3 separate regions of the Zea mays genome follow, and regions 1 and 3 are each linked to region 2. A link is a contact called in public Hi-C data. All regions are on one chromosome and are shown on one strand. The core of a region is the stretch at or near the end of the contact, and the rest is flanking DNA. Distances in the headings are between cores, read along the strand shown. Region 1 holds the start of LOC100191202 (2-oxoglutarate (2OG) and Fe(II)-dependent oxygenase superfamily protein). Region 2 holds the start of LOC100280904. Region 3 holds the start of LOC103651052 (probable methyltransferase PMT23).

Region 1 (4,556 bases), core at 1,269-3,768, 840 kb after region 2:
TAGAACGATCACCTAAATAAAGTTGTTTAGTTCAGAGTTATAGGTTGGGACGGGATTATCCCAATGTTGTCCCTAGTTATTCTTCAAAATTGGATGGACGAAATAGGATAACAGGGGAACGTCCCTATCCTGCCTGTCACCGTCTGTCCCGCAACTAAACGCACCATAAGTTCCTAAACCTCAACTAGTCAACTTGATCCACATTCTTCTGTCCTCCCCACCCCCAAAAAAAATCCCCAACTGATTTTCCATTCACCCTGGATTTCCTCCCGGATCTCTTTATCAGTACAGTAAGTAATTCTTGTCCAATCGATCATGCATTTTTCAAAATCGGTTTGCCAAGCTCTTCTAGTCCGCATGTAGCCAGAGTACGAGATGCTGTTTTATAGGGGATGAGGGAAACATTGTTGCTGCACTAGGGATTTTTGGAAGTTCGTATAGAATCCTACTGCTTGTCCGAATCCCTCAGCGGCTCAGGTATTTGAGCAAAGGTCAAAACGTCAGCAACATACATTGAAACCCAAGGCGGGATGTACTCAAACCACTCCGAAGGCAAATAGTAGATCACAACACGAAGTCACACATGACATGAGTTGCATATTGGCACACCAAAAGGAAAAAAAGAAGCGCTATAGATCATCGCGGCAAATATCATATCCGATACCGGACCAATGGATCCTTGAACTGAAGCCGCTGGTTGTACACCCTCCACGCATAGTCCTCCAGTAGGAAAGAGTGAAACCTCCATCCATCCTCGTCGTCGGCTCCGGCACCGTTTGCCTCGGCCTCGCGGCCTTCTCCGGCCGCATTGGAGAGCGGGACCAAGGGCGAGACGATATTGTCCAAAGGCAGAGTGATAAGGACCGTCAGCGACAGACGGTCGGTCTCGCCATGCTGCGCCGCCATGGGTGGTGCGGATGTGGGGCGAGCCATCCCTCTCACTTTCTTCAACTTGCCATTGCTCCACACCTAGCACGCGAGCCAAAAGGAATCATGGCAACAAAAGGTAAGTGCTGCTGCTGTATGCTGCTTGAAGAGTGAAGAACAGCTCATATGACACGATGGTGTTACTTTTGTTTGTGTGTGTGTGTTTGAAAAGCAGAGATGCTTGACTTCTTTTTGTGTGGATTTATGTGTTCCAAATTGGGCGATGATCAATGAGTGATACACACCAGCTGATGCAGACATGGGACCTGATTGCCTAACTGGGTCAAAAATCAAAACTGGGTGGTGAAGTTATGCGCAACCTACTTTAGAATTTGATGCCGCTGGGCGCTGGCCGCTGCATAAACAAAACGGATGCTCGCCATCTCTGCCGCTCGATGCTGTACGTTCTGTTGCAATGACACTACTACCTCTAGCCTTTACTAGAGCGCTAAATGAATGGTCTATAAACTTTGACCAGATCAAGACGATAAGAACAGTTACGGTGCTTATGTAATCTCTGCTTTCTTTTCGGGAGATGCTATTGCAAATTTCAGTTACTTACTAATGTTCATGAAATATCTGAGAGATTTGCACCTGGGCAATGTCGCCGACGGTGACAAGCATCGCGTCGTCGCGGGCGGCCACTGCCGTCCACTCGCCGCCGTGGTTCATAACCCAGCTTGGCGGCGCCTCTTCCTGCCCTGATGCCTCCCACTGGCAATGAAGCGCCACGACGTACGGGTACGCCTTCGCCTTCCCGACGGCCGGAGGTGCCGTATCGGCGGTGGAGACCCGGGAGGCCCACAGCAGGCACCGCGGCTTCCTCCTCCCCTCCGCGAAGGGCTTCTCCCGGAAGCCCGTGTCGGGGCACCCGGAGAGAAGCGCGACAACCCGCATGCCCACGTCCTTCATCCGACGCGCGTACTCCGCCGCAGCCGGGAGCGCGTCCAAGTCCCCCTCGCAGGCGTCGAACACTACCGCGGGATCGTCGGCGCCGCCGTCCACATCCTGCTCTTCCCCTTCCTCCACGGAGAAGCCGAGCGTGCGAAGATTAGACTCCAGGCGCGTGGACGCGTCGATCCGGGACAGCTCGGCGAGCGCGGACGACGGTAGCCCCGAAGGGATGCCGTGGCCGGCGAGGTGGAAGTAGCCCACGTCGGCGGCGTTGCGGAGGGCGCGCTGGTCGGGGGACTCGAGCGAGACGAGAGGCGGAAGCGAGGGCGGCGACGCCTGCGACCGAGCTGCGAGTGGAGACCGTAGCTGTGGAGCCGGGGACGAGAGGAGGAGGCGGTGCAGGAAAGCAGAGAGCGAGGCGTCCGTGGCCCCACCAGCCGCGGAGGACGGCGCCGCGTGGTGGTTCGATGGCGTTGGCGGCGGAGGGCCTGGGGTCCCGCTCCCTCCGAGTCCGACGGTGGTCGTGGGCGTGGCTGTGGCAGCCTCGGAGGACGAAGCGGCCATGGAGACGCTCGGATCGGCGGGGTCACAGGCAGCGCAGGTCAGGGTCAGGGTTGCTTTTGGTGGGAAGCGTGTACCGGGGTGGTTGTTGTTGGCCGCCGTTTGCTGTACTGCGAGGAGGGCGGCCTTTATCCGGTTCGTGTTGGTCTGGTTTGTCCGTTTGTGTGGACACGCCTTCTGGCTCCGTGGTGGGCCAGTTTTTGCGAATTGCGGCGACCTGGACCGGTGAAGCTGGCAAGTGGGCCGGAGCACGGAGCACGGCCTACTGGCCCTGTTTCCAACAAGGCAACAAACTCCCCTATATCAGAATTCTGCTGCTTCATTCTGCTTTTTTTTAAAAAAAAAACTGGAGGGGTCAAGACATCAGTTCGGTTTTTCTAAGTATAAAAGAAATTTAGTGATGGATCCGAATATTTATTTAGATGTCAAATTTTCGGTCTTGTTTCTTCTTTATGAACAAATAACATATAGAATTTGCTATGTAAATTTATATTCTTGTTTTTAGCATTAAGACTATTAATCTTCACAAAAAACTAACATTAAATTCATTATATATCTTTTTAAATAATTGATATAAAATTCGGATGTCTATTCGAATACGGATTCGGATGTTTTTTCACCTTTTTTATTGTAGGGAGAAAATAATGTACATAAAAAATATAAAAAAATTATTTAAATACTATGTAATATTCTTAATAACATTGCCAAAAATTAGCTTTAAATTCTACGTATATCTATGCTAAAATATTAGATTTGTGATAAAAGTCGGATGTTTTAGGAACATCCCATCTGATAAGTGAGAGGAATAACTGCATGAAACCATCTGAAACCCTAAACCGTGGAGAGCTGACACCTCAGTGATGACTTCAGATTTAAGCCGCCGTGCTGCGCCTGGAACTAGGGATGAAAACGGTTTCGGAATTTTTCAGAATTCCGGAAACCGATTTTGATTTTTTTCGATCGGATTCACCGGTAACGGTATTTTTCGAAAACGGAATCGGTTTTCGGAATTTTCTATCGGAATCGGTATCGGAATCGGCGTGGTGTTTTACCGACCGTTTCCATCGGTTACCGGTTTTTGTCGGAAATTACCGGATTTGTCTCTCGGAAATTTCCGGAATTGCGTCTCGGATTTTTTTCGGAATTTTCCAGCATATGATTTTTTCGCATCGCCTATACATTTTTGGATAAGGATTACTTATTTTTGTATTTTTTGGATGCTTTAATTTTTTTTTTAGGGTTAGATGGTGTTGGAAGGCAGTTGAGATTAACGATTTGGTCTCTCGAACGAATCCACCATTTTCTATGCACATGTTATGTATTAGTAATATATAATGATAGAAAGCCGACAATCTGTCTTTTTCACACTAGATTTTAGGGTTTTCTTGTGAGGCTGTGAAAAAACCCTTTATGTGAGGGAAAAATATTTCATGAGTAAGCATGCCATGTCAACTAAATCGAGTGGATATTGTGAACTTGTGATCTTTATGAACTTGTTATACTGTGAACTTGTTATATTGTGAACTTGTGATCTTTATAAACTTTTTATATTATAAATTTGTGATCCTTGTGAACTTGTGGTATTTGTGATCTTTTGTCAATTTTGTTTTATTGTGAAGTTTGATATGTTTACCGATCGTATTTTAGATTTCGATCGTTACCGGTATATTTTTCGCACCGAACTTTTGTTTCCGATGTTTCCGAAATACCGATATCGTTTCCGTTTCCGGAGTTACCGTTTTCGATTTTGTTTCCGAAAAAAATATGAAAACGGTAATGGTTTTAGTGTTTACAGACCGTTTCCGACCGTTTTCATCCCTACCTGGAACGATCTACTAGTTTGCATTTGCTGGCTCACGTTGATACGAAAAACAAAATGAGATTCCCTCGGAAAAATATCGGTTTCCGCTATCATTTTTTGCTGTATCCATCAGCATGCTGCATGCGTGGATCGCTTGGTGGCTTCCGTTGAACGGGGAGCGCACGAGGCATGAAATTTTTTCTGCCTTCCATGTGCACGCACGTACTCTACTTGCGAGTTACGATACGGCACGCTTCCGCGTGTCATTTCGGTTAAATTGATTAATTAATTACTTTGTGATGGGAGTTAAGAGATGCAGAGAAAGCCGATCAAGCATCTGAACATGCAACCCAAATTCCAATCACAGACCGGG
Region 2 (4,279 bases), core at 1,001-3,500:
GAAGAGAAAGAGATCCACAAATGCTGTCCTGAGTTTAAGTGCATGTACCACCCATATATATTGCATATATATGCACTAATAACAAATTAAAAAGGTGGCTAACCTGCTGCACAATATCTACTCATGTCATGATGAGCCTCCACCAAGGATTTTTTTTTTCTGTACCCCCTTCCACCGGGATCAGTCAAGAGAAACTCGAAGAGTGAAAAAAAAAAACAAGGATCAAAAGTTACACATCGCCTACAGGCAGATGATGCTTGGCCGATTGATGGGTCATGGGTGTATGACCGATTAATCGCAGGCCGGCCCTCAGATGACAAACTTCTGGAGCTAGCCTGCGTGCTAAGCTAGCTAGTACCACCTACCGTACCTCGATGACGGCAGGCAATTAGCTAAGCGGGCGAGACGTGACGTCCTTACTTGTCCATCATCCGCCGCCGGTCCCGGTAGCCTCCCGGCGCGACCGCGCGTAGAGGACGGCGCAGAGCAGCGTGCCGACGGCGCACGTGGCGCCCCACACGACGAACGTCTCCCGGTAGCAGGCGGCGCCGACGCAGTGGTGGCCGCCGCCCCGCGCCCCGCGCTGGTAGAGGTAGGCGGCGGAGTAGCCGAAGCAGAGGGAGCCCACGGGGATGTTGCTCACCACCACGTTGTGGTTCACGCCGAAGTTCTTGGCCCCGAACAGCTCGCTCGTCGCCGACACGGCCACCGACGTGATGGCGCCCGTGCACGTGCCGATCACGGCCGTGCTCAGGTACAGGATGAAGTGGCTCCGGTTGAGGAGCAGGAGGAAGGCGCCGGACATGGGCGCCATCAGCGACGCCATGGATCCCGTCCTTGAGATGGAGTAGCCGCTCCTGCTTGTCGTGCAAAAAGAAAGAGGAGAGTAGTTAGACTTTTGTGTTCTGTGTAGCGACAAGTTCGTTAGCATGTCAATTAAAAAAGACCGCGCGCATCGGTGGTCGATCTAGAAACTTGAAACTGAATCTACTACCGATCGAGTCTTCATATAAATTAGCTTTGTGCTTACTTCGCGGAGTAGTAGTCCAAGAAGGACGGGAGCAGGCGGCCGAAGAATCCAAACGAAGACGACAGCGAGACGAGCGTGGAAGTCTGGCCGAGCCGCCGCGACTCGGCTATCTGTCCCAGGTTGTTCAAGAACACCAGGCCCAGGGTGCCACTGAACATGTAGCTGAAGAAGTAGAGCCAGAAGTCGAGCTTCCTCAGCAGCCGGAGGCCGTCGACCTCCTCCTGCGGTTTCTCCGTGACGCCGCCGTCTCCGTCCTTGCTCTCGGCGGTGGCGGCCACGTCGACGACGACGCCATCGTCGTCGGTGCCGAGGTCGTAGATCCTGTTCTCCCGCTTGGTCTCCCGTATCCTGTCCAGGCTCTCCCGGACCCTGAGCGCCAGCGGGATGAGCACGGGGGTGGCCAGCAGCACGGCGAGGCTGACCACGTGCTCCCTCGACGACAGCCCGCCGCCGGACGTGGAGGAGCCGATGCTGCCAACCACGGCGCAGGCCCCCGTGGCGAGCGTGATGGCGAACATGACGAGGAATGCCGCGTCCGTGCTGGCCCCCGCCTGGCCCTCGCCCGTGACCGTGAGGTCCACCGCCCTGAGCGACGGCGCCACCGCGACGGTGACGAGCATGGGCACGACGGCATTGAGGAGGAGGTAGGTCTTGGCCTTGGAGGTGGCCTGGTGGCCGGGTATGGAGTCCGCCAGGCTGGTGTAGACCTTGGCGCTGAGGCCGAGGTAGCTGGCGGCGAGGCTCACGGCGACGCGGCTGCGGCTGCTGCCGAAGTTGCGGATGCAGAGGAGGTAGCAGACGGTGTTGATCCAGCAGATGCCGTTCCCGGCCAGGGAGGTGAGCAGGAACAGGTGCCAGTAGCGGAGGGCGGCGCTGTCGAGGAAGAGGTACTGGACCCCGTAGCCGACGAGGCCGAAGGATGCGCCGACCAAGGCCACGAGCCACAGCGGCAGGTGCAGCGCCGCCACCCCGGAGAACCAGCCGAAGAGCTTGCCCGCGTCGGACGCGAAGGCCAGGAAGTTGAGCTGCACCTGCGTGATGTGCTTCAGGTCCTTGAGCTGCGACGAGTAGACGGGGAAGTCCGCGTTGGGCCCGTTGATGGTCTGCAGCCAGATGCTCCCGACGAGGCTCAGCCAGTGGGCCGAGGAAGGGGAAGGCATGGTGAGGGAGGGAGGGAGAGGAGTCGTGTCCCTCTCCGTGGTGCTTGCTGCTGCCACTTCACTTGAGATCGAGCTGTTCGTATTATATTTATGCAGAGCTAGCTCCGGCGGTTAAGGCGAACCGGCACCATTCATCAATGCCCGACAACGATGGGTGTGGCCGCAAGCCAGATATGTGGCTTGCTGTTAGGCTGTTAGCCGAGCAGGCAAGCAGCCTTCTCCCTCCTAAGCGCTATGCGTATCAGGCCAACAGAGGAAGGCGGCCGGCGGATCCAAATCCAAGCCGAGACGTAACTTTCGGCACTGTCACTGCGTGACATGTGTTGACGCAGAAGCCGACGGCCATCCATTGATCCATTCTCCTGTATCTATTTCCTGGCCGGTTACGGTTACGGTTACGCTGCAGCCACGACGGACGGGTCAGATCGCAGGCAGAGTTTACTGGCTTGTTGTGTATCTGCCGATGGTTTTAGGCGTCCAAGACAAGCTGCTATGCCAAGAAGTTGTACGGCATTCACGCTCGCGGGGGGCTTCTTCTTGGCCTAACTCACTCAGGTGCTCGGATCCAGAATAGGAGTCAGCCTGAACCAAAACCATGTATGTACATGTCCAAGCCTGAATCGAATGCAACGAACCTGCTGCAGTACCTGGTTCTCCACTCCAGGGTCTGAATCCATGGTTCGCTATACGTACGTTCCGGCCGTCGCGCTCGCGCTGGCCAGGACTCTTTGTTCGCGGCATGTCGCCTCAGCCTTGCTTGAGGCAGTGAATGGGACTGGTGACATCAGGCGAAAGCGTAACAATTGGCGCCATGGGTGACCCGCCCTCTCGCCGGCCGGGGTGCTCGCCCCACGTCTGGCTATCCCTCACCGATGCCGGTAACCATCATCAGCTCGCCTCGGCGCCATGATCGCAAACGCTGCGCAGAAACAGGCACGGATTCGTGTCCACGTTTCTAGCCATGGCATGGCATGCCTGCCTGCGACAGGTCACAGGTGCCCAGGTTCCCTGGCACTCTCGCATTCAGACCGGATTCAACGTGAAGCTCAATGAAAACATTTTGAGATGATTAGGTAACGGTGACATCGTATTCATACGGCGCCGGCCGGGCTGATATCTTGGACTGCTGTACGGAGTGCAGCCTTACCATACCTGACACCCAATAATTCTCTGAATTCTCGTTCGGTAAGTGGCGACAATTGGCAATCGTGTGTTGTGATAGTCTCGCAAATGGAAACGTATACTCATGGCCAACCACGCTTTCCGAGATTCCTGAAACCGAGGGCTGGAGTCCGGATCGATCACCTTCAGGCTCCGGGACGGGACTGATCGAAGTCGACGAAGGAGGATCACTCTGACCTAACGCTGAGCTCATCTTGGATCCATGTTACGATCCTCAAAAGCAGCAGCGTTTTGTGCTCATCAGTGTCATTTGAAGAACCGGTTGGCAGTAGTCATGTCGGTTGAATCTCCGGCAGGATCCATCATGTGGCGATCCTCAACTCAAAGGTTGCACTGACGTAGCCTTCTGCTGGTCACATGGTTACACACACACACCACGTTCAGAATCCAGAGTTTCGGCCAGTGGAGAGCCAAATGCCGTGATGCTCTAAAAGCTGAAGTGTGCGCATCGCTGGTTCGAACGCGACGGTGTTCGAGGGGGTTCAGCCCTTCACTGTCCTCCGCCACTGCGAATTCAACTCACACAGTGCCATCGTGCTTGGCAAGAGTTTAATCCTGTGGCAGGAATAGGATCGCCGTTCGGAAATGGTAATTCAGCGAAGACGAGTAATGGTCGCAGTGCCATCGTGCTTGGCAAGGAAAGAAAAAAAAATATGATGTTCTTGGAAAAGAAATGGTCGTTGTCTAACTCATATATTGTGTCTCGAATAGAGTAAATTCAAACAGATTTCGAACGTTAATACCTGAATAGATTGCCATTGCTGCCGCTGCTAAATTGAGACTCTGACAACGGACATAATTTTCTGTAAGGCCCAGACCGTCTTGGAAATTTGAACGGAACTTTGGCATTGTATCGTGTACGTGCTGACAATGTAACAGTCACTTTCTATTCTATTTAAAAAAGCAT
Region 3 (4,044 bases), core at 494-2,993, 600 kb after region 2:
TGGTTATCCCGTGCCATCCAACCGGCACCGAACGGAGGTGTGAGGGCAGGTCGACGGTAGACGCACAGTCGATGGCGCGACTGGGGTTAGCTTCAGGTGGCCAGGGTGATTCTCTCAGCCGCAACGAACCCCGGAGTAGGGCTGGACAAAATACTCGTGGCTCGTGAGCTCGCTCGACTCGTGGTCAGCTCGGCTCGGCTCGACTCGGCTCATTTCAATTTTATCACGAGCTGAGCTAACATCTCAGCTCGGTTCGTTAACGAGCCAGCTCGACACGAGCTCGAGCCAGCTCGTTAGCTCGAATGAGCTAGCATTTATCTGTAAAACAAAGCATATACTTATATTGGATGAATTAATAAGTGACGAACTATGTTTGTTTAGGGTTTAAATGATGTGATATATAAAATTATGAGTATTGTTAGTCTTTTCTAGTGTTAAATTAGTATAAAATTAACTAGCAATTGATTATATTGTTGTATATATACATGTATACTATTTTTTGTTGTGGCTCGCGAGCTAAACGAGCCAGCTCGAGCTCGCAAACGAGCCGAGCCGAGCTGGTTCTCTGGCTCGGTTCCTTAACGAGTCGAGCCGAGCCAGCTCGTTTTCTTAACGAGCCAGCTCGAGCTCGGTCGAGCCGAGCCGAGCTGGCTCGATATCCACCCCTACCCCGGAGACTAGGAGCGAACGAGGTGGGGAGGGCCTTATACCCCGCGGCTAGACCTAATCTTCTCCTGGTGCCGCGGATCCGACCAAGAATCACGGCAGCCATACCTGCGGAGTCCGTGCTTTGCGGCATGGTGAAGACGACGTACCGGCCGCGATACCCCACCCAGCGGTGAGGGTGACCTGGGCGCACGCGATAGCAGAGCCTGACCAGTGGGCCACCAGCCAAAGACCGTGTGCACGCGAGGGAGCAGCCAACGGGACCACTAGTCGGCGAGAGACTAGAGTTGGCAGTGGGCTGGACGTGTGGGACCTGGCTGCGCGAGCTGAGGGAACGTGGGCTAGCGGGGTGAATCCGAAGATGGGCTGAATGGAGGGACTAGAGGCCCACTCGACTGAAAACTGCTTTCTCTTTTTTTTTATTATTCTTTTATTCCTTTCCAAATTCAAAACTTCAACTCTAAAAGAAATTATTTTTGTGGCAAATTTGTAATTTGGTTAGATATTAAATTTGAACTTGCCAATATAAAATTTTATTAATAAGTTTTATTTTGTGATTTATATAGTATTTCTCTCCTTCTATTCTATTTATTCAAAGTAGGTATTAAATCCTCAATTTGAATGTTGATTTATTTGTCACCAAATGCACACACTCCATAAATCCCAGCATGATGTATATTTTTTTAAGTGTCATTGGTTTTAATTACTCATTCTTATTTATAGTTATTCTCTTGTTATAATGATAAGATGGCACACGAAATAATGAGATCAACTATATTATCATTTTATACATTTTGGGTATTACAAGATGTTACATATAAAGTGTAATCTTTATGAAAAGACAAATAGAGAGTCAAACAGATAGAAAAGAAATAAAGAGTCTCTTGAAGATGCTCTATTTTAAAAACATGTTAGGGTTATTTAATCCTTCCGTTCTTTTTTAATTATCGTGGTTTAGTTAAAAGCAAACTAGCGAATGATAAATATTTGAGAACGCTGGTAGTAGATGATTTTTAATAGTTTAAAAGTAGAATAAGTGGTTTTATAGGTGAGCATGTGAAACACTAATAGTTGAGGGAGCCAAGTAGACCTTTTATTCTATACATTTGTTTATTTATATTTTCTTTAAAAACTAACAATTTTTTTAACTCGTCTACAAACGAAAATGAGACTCTTTTTTTATGGGGCCGAGGGGGTACTATACTCAAAACAAATCTTCCCAACGCCGGACCCGCAAGGCTGCAACTGCGGCATGCAGATCCGCAGAGCACACACGGGCACCGGGCGCACCAGTGCACCACCGCATACGGCCGTGCGCTTCCTTTCCTTCCCCCGCCGCCGCAGATCTTCCCCGCAGTCCCGGTTCCCGTTCACCACCTCCGAACCAGAGGAGGAATGGCCATCTACTCCTTCCTTTCTGTTCGCAAGCGCCCAGTTGTTGTCGTCGCCGCCGTCACCCTCTTCATTGTCGTATCCTCTCTCTTCCTCCTCTTCAGCCCCGCACCGACAGCGCTCCCGTTTTTCTCCTCCTCCTCTTCCCACCTCTCCTCTCAAGCTTCAATTGCTGCCGTCTCCTCTAACGCATTTCCACCTGAGACCCCAACCTCTGTTGTCTCCAACTGGGTCAGCAGCAACACTTCTGCTGATCGCGTCTCTGCTGACGCATCTCCGCCCGTAGTCGGAACCGCCATCGCGTCTGATGCGGTCAGCAACAGCACGGCTGACCCGCCTAGGCCAGATACCACCGCCGCTGCTGGCGACGCGAAGGCTGATGTGTCCCAACCAGATCACGGCATGCCCCCTGCCGCCACTGAAGCGAGTGGATCGGCAGGCAACGGTGAGACAGCCGCGGGAGTCTCGAGCGAGAGGGATGAGGAGGGGCAAGGCGGCGGCGGCGCCGTGGAGGAGCTACCATCGTGGGAGCTGTGCAAGGTGGGGAAGGGGGTGGCGGCCGCGGACTACATCCCCTGCCTCGACAACGTGAAGGCGGTCAAGGCACTCAAGTCGCTGCGGCACATGGAGCACCGGGAGAGGCACTGCCCGACAGATCCGAGGCCGAGGTGCCTCGTGCCGCTGCCCGAGAGGTACCGGCGTCCGGTGCCGTGGCCACGCAGCCGTGACATGGTGAGGACGCCTGCTTTGCTTGCTTCGTCGAGAAAGATTTTTTCACTGGTACTTGTTTATTCCCCAATGGATGAGTTGTGGTTACTGGTTATAGTAATTTAATATGCTAATCTGCGCTCCTATGCTCTGATTAGGATGCACTGTAATCTGCCAGCGACTTGATTGTCAGATCCAAATACCCGATTGAGCACACAGTTTTAACATTCTCGAAACTGAATAGTATACACATGCCTCAAAAGGGTAGTAGAGCTCTTTTATAGATCTTGGATGTCATCTATTGAGCTGTAGTGCTGTACATAAAGCGCGCTGCCAGGTTGGGAATTTCATGCTTCCATTGGTTAGCGGTAACATATAATGATGCAGATCCCTAAAAAAACATGCACTGATTCAAACTTTTTTTGTCATTCCCATGAATGACCCTGTGGAACATGGCCATGCTGTATGAAAATTCAATGCATGGATATTGAGTATCCCTTTTCTTTAAATGCAGACTTATCACATATCTATAATGCTCAAATTTGGAATGTACCTAGTTTATGCTTTATAGTTACTTTGTTCAACATTCAGTAAAGTATACAATTGCTGACTACCTCGTAATATTACATTCCACTCTAATTTCAGATTTGGTATAATAATGTTCCTCATCCAAAGTTAGTGGAATACAAGAAGGACCAGAACTGGGTCAGGAAGTCTGGTAACTATTTTGTTTTCCCTGGAGGTGGGACTCAATTCAAAAATGGCGTGGCTTCATACATTAAATTCATTGAACAGGTAGCTATTACTTATGCTCTTTATGTAATTCCAGCTATGTCCGAGCATATATGCTTGCATGTCATCCTGCTTTCTCATAGAAGTTCAGTATATTACTGATATTTTTGTAGTATCTTCATTGAAGTCCCATTATGTCAAAAGAAAAGGCATACTTGCATCCTTGGATGTGATCACAAATTGGAAAAGTTACTCAAACACGACAAATATAATGTTCCCCCTTGTCTTTGTCGTAATAACTCATGACTTGCGGCTATTGTTTTTATAGATTTTACCAAACATTCAATGGGGAATCCATACAAGAACTGTCCTTGATGTTGGATGTGGTGTGGCCAGCTTTGGTGGATATTTGCTTGATAGGAATGTCATTACCATGTCTGTTGCACCCAAAGATGAGCATGAAGCTCAGATACAGTTTGCACTGGAGCGTGGGATTCCAGCATTTTTGGCAGTGATTGGAACACAAAAGCTTCCTTTCCCTGATAA

The links. Hi-C and Micro-C count contacts between places; a contact is called where the count stands out from the background.
Region 1: a Hi-C map of bundle sheath shows a contact between it and region 2, with 2.8 times the contacts expected there. The contact joins the promoter of LOC100191202 here to the promoter of LOC100280904 in region 2. A contact is called at or near these places in 2 of 25 Hi-C or Micro-C datasets (bundle sheath and ear).
Region 3: a contact with region 2 is called in a Hi-C map of endosperm, with 4 times the contacts expected there. The contact joins the promoter of LOC103651052 here to the promoter of LOC100280904 in region 2. A contact is called at or near these places in 3 of 25 Hi-C or Micro-C datasets (ear, endosperm and tassel).

What each region holds. Positions count from the first base shown.
Region 1 is chr3:188,364,273-188,368,828 of Zm-B73-REFERENCE-NAM-5.0, reverse strand. It overlaps LOC100191202 (2-oxoglutarate (2OG) and Fe(II)-dependent oxygenase superfamily protein), which reads right to left and starts at 2,518. Exons shown (of 2, transcript NM_001136637.1): 1 at 1,522-2,518; 2 at 535-969. The coding sequence starts at 2,385. The coding sequence ends at 652.
Region 2 is chr3:189,203,710-189,207,988 of Zm-B73-REFERENCE-NAM-5.0, reverse strand. It overlaps LOC100280904, which reads right to left and starts at 2,250. Exons shown (of 2, transcript NM_001153824.2): 1 at 1,031-2,250; 2 at 30-857. The coding sequence starts at 2,190. The coding sequence ends at 428.
Region 3 is chr3:188,601,027-188,605,070 of Zm-B73-REFERENCE-NAM-5.0, reverse strand. LOC103651052 (probable methyltransferase PMT23) reads left to right here and starts at 1,743. Exons shown (of 9, transcript XR_004857323.1): 1 at 1,743-2,838; 2 at 3,412-3,561; 3 at 3,827-4,044.